Linked DNA regions of Mus musculus: region 2 is linked to region 1. The links are chromatin contacts, called in public HiChIP or PLAC-seq maps. All regions are on one chromosome and are shown on one strand. Each heading gives the region's core, a stretch centred on a gene start, on an enhancer-like site or on the middle of the called end of the contact. The rest is flanking DNA. Distances are from core to core; before and after follow the strand shown. Region 1 has its middle 17 kb from the start of Tenm4. Region 2 overlaps Tenm4 (teneurin transmembrane protein 4).

What was found. HiChIP or PLAC-seq counts read pairs in DNA pulled down with a chosen protein or histone mark.
Region 2: an H3K27ac HiChIP or PLAC-seq map of embryonic stem cells shows a contact between it and region 1, with 27 read pairs. The contact joins two enhancer-like sites. A contact is called at or near these places in 3 of 39 promoter capture datasets (the 3T3-L1 cell line, embryonic stem cells and liver), 2 of 484 Hi-C or Micro-C datasets (embryonic stem cells and uterus) and 1 of 115 datasets of contacts at active chromatin or transcription factors (embryonic stem cells).

Annotation. Positions count from the first base shown.
Region 1 is chr7:96,151,843-96,155,731 of GRCm38.p6, forward strand. No RefSeq gene overlaps it. Among named protein-coding and RNA genes, the nearest start is that of Tenm4, 17 kb to the right of the region's middle. Within about 2 kb of position 1,414, at least 151 of the 459 cell types and tissues checked have an H3K27ac peak or open chromatin away from gene starts, as enhancers often do. A contact at or near this core is called in embryonic stem cells and uterus, where this site is marked.
Region 2 is chr7:96,240,862-96,244,894 of GRCm38.p6, forward strand. The region is part of intron 1 of Tenm4 (teneurin transmembrane protein 4); the gene reads left to right. Among named protein-coding and RNA genes, the nearest start is that of Mir708, 6.5 kb to the right of the region's middle. Within about 2 kb of position 1,675, at least 26 of the 459 cell types and tissues checked have an H3K27ac peak or open chromatin away from gene starts, as enhancers often do. A contact at or near this core is called in embryonic stem cells and uterus, where this site is marked.

The sequences.
Region 1 (3,889 bases), core at 164-2,663:
GAGCATTAGCACAACATAAAAATTATGATCATGATAACAACAATAATAAAAAGGGTTTAAATTTGTACAGCACGTTATAGTTTGCAAAAATGCTTTCCCATTCATTAGCTTGTATGTGCATCATAATAGCCCCATGAGAAAGACAAGATGATGGCTGCTAGCCATTTTATGGGTGAAGAAAGGACTCAGAGGGCTCAGGGATAAAGTGACTGGTTAACAGCTGGTGGGAGGTGAGATCTTTACCCCAAGCTCGAGGCTCTTTGCCAAGCCTTCAGAGAAAGGCTTGGGCAGCCTTGCTCATTGCTCTGAGGTTATCACCAAAAGACAGAGTGGGAACCATCGGTGAAGGAAGCTCAAACTCAGAGTGACTTCTCCTAAGCCTCCCACTGTGTGATTTGGCTCATTGGATTTGAAACGCATCGCTGGATACCTCTACCACCACTGGTCAGAAATAAGCCAAGTCGGTAGCAGGGGTTCCAGAATTCAAGCTCCTCTGTTAGTAAATATTTGGGGAACCACACTGATAACTCCTTCAAAGACAAGTGTGCAATTCAACGTTCAGGAGCAAAGGAACAGGAAAGTGGAAGACCCCAAAGCTGCAAGACATCCAGAGAGGAACAACAGAGACACAAAAGAGGGATCGAGGAGAATAAGAAATCTGGTTAAGAAAGGGCAAGAAGGGGGAGCTAGAGGGATGGCTCAGAGGTTAAGATTGCTTGTTGCTCTCGCAGAGAACCTGGGTTCATTTCCTGGCATCCTCATGGTGGTTCACACGTATCCTTAACTCCTCTTTCAGGAGATCTGACTCCCTCTTCTGACCTTTGTGGGCACCAGGCACATAGGAACTCATACACATAAATAAATCTTTAAAAGAAAATGTAAAGAAAGGGCAGGAAGGATGACCATTAAAGAGGAGTGAAAAGGAAAAAAGAGGGGGAGAGATTAGTTTGAGAACAAAAGAAATCGGCACAGCCTTGGAGAAAAAGAAAGGGGGGTGGGAAGTTGCCTGGCTTTGAGTAACAAGGAAAGCATGTGTTTTAAAGAGGCGATTAAATATCTTATTCTCTTGTCCCTAAATGTAAATGTTTCTGTCTCCTTGGGAGTTAATCAGGCTTAAAGCAATTCTAAGCCTTAAGGGCTTGGCTTAACCGCAACAAAGAATGTGTCCAGCATGCTGACCTCTGTCGGGCCAGTATGTAAAGGCAGCAGAGAAAAGAGATTAAGGAGCTGCCCTCACACCGGCGGTGCAGCCACTCCTATCAAGGCATCTCCAGCCCCTACCCCCACCTCCACCACCCACTCCCCTGTCCCCAGCGGGCAGAAAGCTGACCCACAAACGCAGCTGTGAGTCAGGAGCCTTTTAAGCACGCTTCCACACCCTCTGCCCCTCTAACAGCTACCAGAGGAGACGGAAGGCTGAGAGAATCCCCATTGGCTGAGAGAGTGGTAGGCGGGGCATAACCCTCAGGGGTGGAGTCTCTGGCAACTGCTTGGCCTTCCGGGCCTGTGGTAGTGAGTATTATAGGAACTTCTCTAATCACAGATCCTGCTGTTTCTTCTGTTTGCTATTTATTGTATTTGTGGTTTTATTAAAATCCTGCTACATAATATATTGTTGTGATTTTTCTAGCTTAAAACAATTTGCAAGTCAGGAAATTGGAAAGAGCAGCGAAATGGCTGGTCTCTGCTTCTCAAAGTTTAGGTCTTCATACCTAAAAAAAACCAAAGTATGAAAACAGCTAGGAACTTCTTCACTCACATATCTGTGCAGCACATATGAACTATTGGCTGGAGTAAGGCACTAGAGGCTCTTTCTGTGGCATAGACTCCCTCATCTAACCATTGGCATCCTACAAACACAGCCAAATTCAAGGAAAAGAAGAACCAACACCCAGATCTTGATAGAGCTGGGGGTGAGGTAGAGGTAGTTTCCAATAGAACATGCCAGGAAGATGAACAGCTTTGAGAATGGCATTCTCCTTAAACCACTACACTTCTATCAGGTACCATTGTCCACCTAGGAATGAGGAGTCTGGTCTTTGAAGGATGAAGTAATGGATCCCCGTTTCATCAACTAACAGTAAGCAAAGGGAGAATTTCACCCCAGTTGCTCAAAGAATCCTGATTCCATATTGCTACAGGCAACTTGAAATGATAAAAAGGACTTCCTCTTGTGGCCCTTGCAGCCACACCGTATGTGGGACACTGTGCTGAACATACTTTGTTCTTTTCTTCACTGACCAAAAAAAAAAAAAAAAAAAAAAAATGCTATTATTTGTTGAGATTACTCTGTGCAAAGACTTGTTTTGTAGCTGGACTTTTCAGAGTCCAGGGTGTGTCTGTTTTATAACGGAGACTGGGGAGGGAAGCAGTCACTTGCTCAACCTCCCCATGTGACAAAGAGTGGCAGCTGGGAACCTGCCTTCTGTTTTCTGACCAGAGAAGATTGTCAGATGGTGCGCCATGCAGAGGCCATTGTTTGTAAACAGACAGTGTTGAGGGGGCCTGGGGCTCCTTTGCAGAGATATAAACTTTTCTAAGGAAGCCTGAGCAAAAACAGGACATAGAAGAAGACTTTTGTCTCACTTGCAGACTTTCCAGAGATAGGTGTGTGTGTGTGTGTGTGTGTGTGTGTGTGTGTGTGTGTGTGTTAAAATTGTGTGCATCTGTGTGCATGTTCCAAAGCCAGTGAAAACGACATTGGGTATCCTGTTCTACCACTCTTTGCTTTATATCTTTGAGGTAGGATCTCTCACTGGAGTTGAAGGAGGCTGTTAGCCAGGGAAGCCCCAGTAATCCTCTTCTCTCTGCTCCCATGAGGACACATGCGTGACCATGCCTTGCTTTTTAGGCGCTGATATCTGAATTCCAGGCCCTCACGCTTGCAAAACAAGCATTCTGGAGAGATGCCCACTGGGTCTATCCCTCCAGACCTGATTCCAAGGTTATATTAGGAGACACCCTTCCCTTCTCTGATCTCCATAATGCATAGGTAAGGAAATAAAACCATAGGCTTTGGGGGTTCTCAAACAAGAAGAAAAAAATAAACCCACAAATAACTAGACAAACGGAAGACAGTGACAGAGCATAGAGTGCTATTCTGAAAGAGAAGGGGTGAACTCTCTAAGAATGGAGATCAAGAAAGGCATCCTAGGATGCATAGCGTTTGAGTGGGGTCTTGAAGATAAAGAGGATTACATGGTGCATTGATGAAAGAGACAAGCCTTACTTTCCCGGTGTCTTACTTCTATGTCTTTGCAGAGCTGAATTCTCAAAGAACCATCTCCTTTGAAAGGGTCAGAATCATACTTGTCTGTGAATGACTAGTCAGTTCAAGAGATATTTTCATCAGAGAACTCAGAGCCAATCAGGAAACTTATTTGCATAAAATCTTTAATCAAGTTCCAAAACCCAGACCCCAGTCTTACCCAAAGTAAGATTGCATGTTATAAGACCCTTATTTTCCAAGGACAGATGTCACTAAGGACATATACCTTATATCTTGAGATATACCTTATACCTTATACCTTATATCATATCTTGAGAGAGCAGTGAGGGAGCAGAAGGGACATCTGTCTAGTTCTGTACTGAACCATGGAACTCAAATTTCATGTGGCCCCATCATGCACTTTCAACCAGAAATTCCTTCAAGACCACTTGCTAAGGGACCTTAAATAAGTCCTTCTGTTTCCATAAACCTACTTGCACTGCTTTAAGGCAGGAATTGTGTGGAATTAAATACCAAGATTCTGTGGCACCTTTAGGTTCTTCAAGGTTTTTGCCAGCCAAACATTTAAAACTACCCCTCACTGACTCAACAGTAAAGGAGTTTACTACCAATCCAGACAGCCTGAGCTTGATTCCCAGTACCCACACAGTGGAAGGAAAG
Region 2 (4,033 bases), core at 425-2,924, 89 kb after region 1:
GCTAGGGGCTGGCCAGCAAGGTCTCATGGGAACATGTGTGCCTTCCTTCTGATGTGCACATACCAATCAGCAGGAGGGACTGGAGACCCTGTGCCAAGATAGAGAGGCTCATAGAGCAGGCAGAGGCAGAACTATTTAGGTGGGTTTTGTTGTTGTTGTTGTTGTTGTTGTTTTGTTTTGCTTTTTGCCTGAAAGGTTGTGGATTCCAAGAGACTGCAAACCAGAGACCTGGAGTCTGTGACCAGTTTCTAAAGAGAATGAGAGCTGCCGCCGGAGGACTTGGGAAGAGCCTGGAGTGTGAGCTTAGGGTCACCTTGGCAATAGGAGACATTGCTAGAAGGTTTGAGGGCCACTATGTGCAATAGAATCAGAGCTAGGACCACCTCCTTGGGTTCCAAAGTGCTCAAGCTGTGTGCTTTCACTTGGACCTCTTTTTTGATGTTTCTCATTCCATGTTTTTTTAGTGGTAGCTTTTTGAGAATGGACTTGCTCTTCAGATGGATATTTAAAGTTGTCCCCTCATCATCTGATTACACAGCCCCTGGCAGTTAGAAATCATTAAGATGCTCGGCAGGACGTGGTGCCTGTTCTCTGCCCTGGCCTTTGTTATGTGTTATATCTCCTCTGCTGCTTCCTTCCCTGATGGACCATGTGTTGTCTATGTGCAGCCTCAGTGGGGATGCAGTGACAGCCACACTGCAGTGAAGATGCTCTTGGGATATGTTTCAGTGATCCAGAGTTCTCAGCTCTGTGATCAGGCAGTATACTGTGGGGGTGCAGGGAAGAGGGAGAGGGGGAGAGAGGGGAAGGGGGAAGGAGAGGGAGAGGGAGGGAGAGAGAGTGCGAAGATATGATGATGTGTTTTCTAAGAGGTTAGCGCTAGGAAGCTACTGGAAGGTAGAGTATTTACTTAGTAAATAGTCCCTGGTGTTTATGATGCCGCTGTGCTTTTTAAATCCCTTTGTAAATAATTCACCTTACTTTCTTATAAACCAAGTGGAGAAAGTCTCCTTTTCTTACTTACCTCACATTTGAAGAAACCGAGGATTAGACTGATGAAGTGACTTGTCCCAAGTCATATGGGATGAATACATCAGGTAATTTGGCTTAAGTCCACTGCCAGACATCTCACTTTAGCTGAAGAAGGGCTAGATGGGCACCCTATGATCAGGGAAGTCACTGATAACTGCTGAACTCAGAGCCTCTTCCTGGGAACATTGCTAAGGCTGTACAGGATTCACAGACAATAGAGGGCTTGTCCCTTAGTTGCTCTGAGGGAGGCAGACATCTTTGTCATTCTTAGGGTTGCAGTTTCTCACCCTGTTAGTTAACCTTTTCCCCTGACAATCCTCTAAAATGTTCCAGGGCTCAACTGAGCTACCAAGGTACTGAAAGAACTGAGAAGGCTCTTGGAGGATGCCCTGAGGCTACCATTCTTTTTCATAACTTGACTCCTGAAGGTCTCAGCCCAAAAGGAAGGCTGAGCTAGTGGTGGGCTCAGCAGTGTGGTTGCCTGAGCCACATTAGGGTCTGCTGGGCTCTTCTGCAAAGTTGGAACTGAGCTATCAGCTCCTACCGTTGTGGACTTCTCTCTTGACAGGGAGCATTTGGTGGTGTTTAACAGTGTTGTTTGGTGGTTTGAACTGTTGCCCAGGGCTTGTCTTTACACGTTAACAGAGCTGAAACAGGGCCATGATCGGAGCAGCCTTCCAGAGTTGAGAGCTAACTCAGTGGAGCATTCCTTCTACAGAGCAAGTCTTCCCCAAGCTCTAACACTACCTGCAAGTGAGATGGGTAAGCAAAGTGAAACTGGAAGGTGCTCTTCCCCTTCACCCCTTGGTGAAAGAGAAGCCTGGGGGAGAGAAGAGCTGCTGTGGGAGATCCAAAGAGTATGGACCAATGCCAAGCCAAAAGAGACAGAGAACAGGAGGCAGAGCCAGGAGGTGCCAAGGAGCCAAAGAACAGTTTATGCTCTGGAGAATCTCAAGTGTAAAACAGACTAGTGGTACCTACTCAGAAGTACCTGGGTGGTGCATAAATTATCATTAAACAAGCCAGAGTGAAGCCATTCAACACAGTGGGGTACTTCTGTGACCTTCAGCCAGCTGTTGGGGTGTTACAGCATTAGCACCACCTCAGGCTTTGAACTTCACTGGGAGTCCAGCAGAGGCAGTGGGTGTGCAAACAATCAGACTCCTTAGACCATGTGACCTCTTAGCACAGGGGAGTCAGCCTCTCCTACTAGCTATGGACATTAAAGGGCTTAAAGCGTGGCAAGAGAAATTGAGAGTGGAAGGGACTTGCTCTTGTTAACTGAATGCCATGTACCAGAAACTCTGTATCTCTCTGTATTCATTGCACGCCCACTATGCATGTTAGACTATTACCACCTAGTTCAAGGAGGTTCAGAGAAGGCAAAGACTTCTCTCAAATCTGATCACGTCTAGCCTTAGAAACACATTCCTCAGACCTGGTGGATCCCTGGGCCAGGCAGTGGTATCCCATACCTTTATTCCTAGCACTTGTGAGACAGAGGCTGGTGGATTCAGACCTCTATGAGTTCAAGGCCAGCCTGGTGTATAGAGCAAGCTTCAGGATTGTCAAGGCTTCACAGAGAAACCCTGTCTCAAAAAAAAAAAGTAACAAGGAAAAAAGAAAGAGAGAGGGAGGGAGGGAGGGAGGGAGGAGAGGAAGGGAGGGAGGAGGGAGGGAGGGAGGGGAGGAAGGAAGGAAGGAAGGAAGGAAGGAAGGAAGGAAGGAAGGAAGGAAGGAAGGAAGGAAGGAAGGAAGATAGGGGGAAGGAGGGAGGGAGAATGGAAGGAAGAAAGGAAAGAAAGAGGAAATACATCCCTCATTGATTTAATCCCCACCCATACACACCTGAGTCCTCCTTTAAATTTTCTAAACACTCTTAGAAAACTCTATGACGTGTGCAGGTGCCACTACTACAGTACCATTCATCTATGTTTATTCCTAATACCAAGTTCCAGCCTTTTTATATTTTCTGCTTTTTTAGGATGAGAGCCTCACAAAAGACTTGCCTCTGTGGCTTGTTTAAAAAAATAACATCACCACATACATGCTTGTGAGTCATGTGTGCATGTGCGCCTGTATACACACAAACATACACACACACACATTATCCCCCATAGACAACACTTTGCAAATTAGGCAAAGAAAGACCAAAGGGATTGCTTAATACTTCCCATTTATTCTGTTCAACAACAAAGTACTTTAAAAACCCCACGCAATTACACTGTTATTTTATGATTGTGCTGTAGTGAGCTTCAAACAAATCAGATCCCATCAAGCACCTCTGTTTTGCCTGTAAGTCATTTCCCAGTAGGCAATGCTGCCTCGAAAATGCTGAGTGCTGGAAAGCACAGCCCTTTCTAATCCACTGGCCTTTGCTCCAATGGGCCTCTCTCTCTCATCACCCTGTGTTTTTCTTTTTACCAGCCACTATTTCTCATATCTTTTTGCATAGAAAAAGTAGAGGCAGGCCGAGGCTGTAACTCAGTTGGTAGACTGCCTGCTTAATGGGCACAAACCCCCAAGGTCAGTCCCCAACATTTCTTCAGGTGGGCTTGTTGGTACATGCCTGAAAATCCAACACTTGGAGCTAGAGACAGGAAGATCAGAAGTCCAAGGCCATCCCAGATTGAGAAGAGCCTGTGATAGCTTCCTGGGGGAGGGAGTGGGGGGAAAGGAAGAAGGGAAGGAGGGAGAAGATAACAATATTATATTGGATGAAACGCCACTACCAAAGAGGGCCAAAGTAATCCTTTTCAATGAGATAGTCAGTAACAAAGATCACACATTTTCTCTGTGGATCACTACTTGGTGTTATTAGAAGCCCTGTTTTGAATACAGTAGGTAATTGACAGGTTATATACATAGCCTCATACAGTATAATCTTTACCTGACTTTAGCTAACAGCAGTTTTCTCCTTTAAAATGAGATCAGATCCTGTGGCTGGCTGAAAGTCACACACAAAAGCATAAAAAGCAGGTGGCCAAACAAGACTGTGATG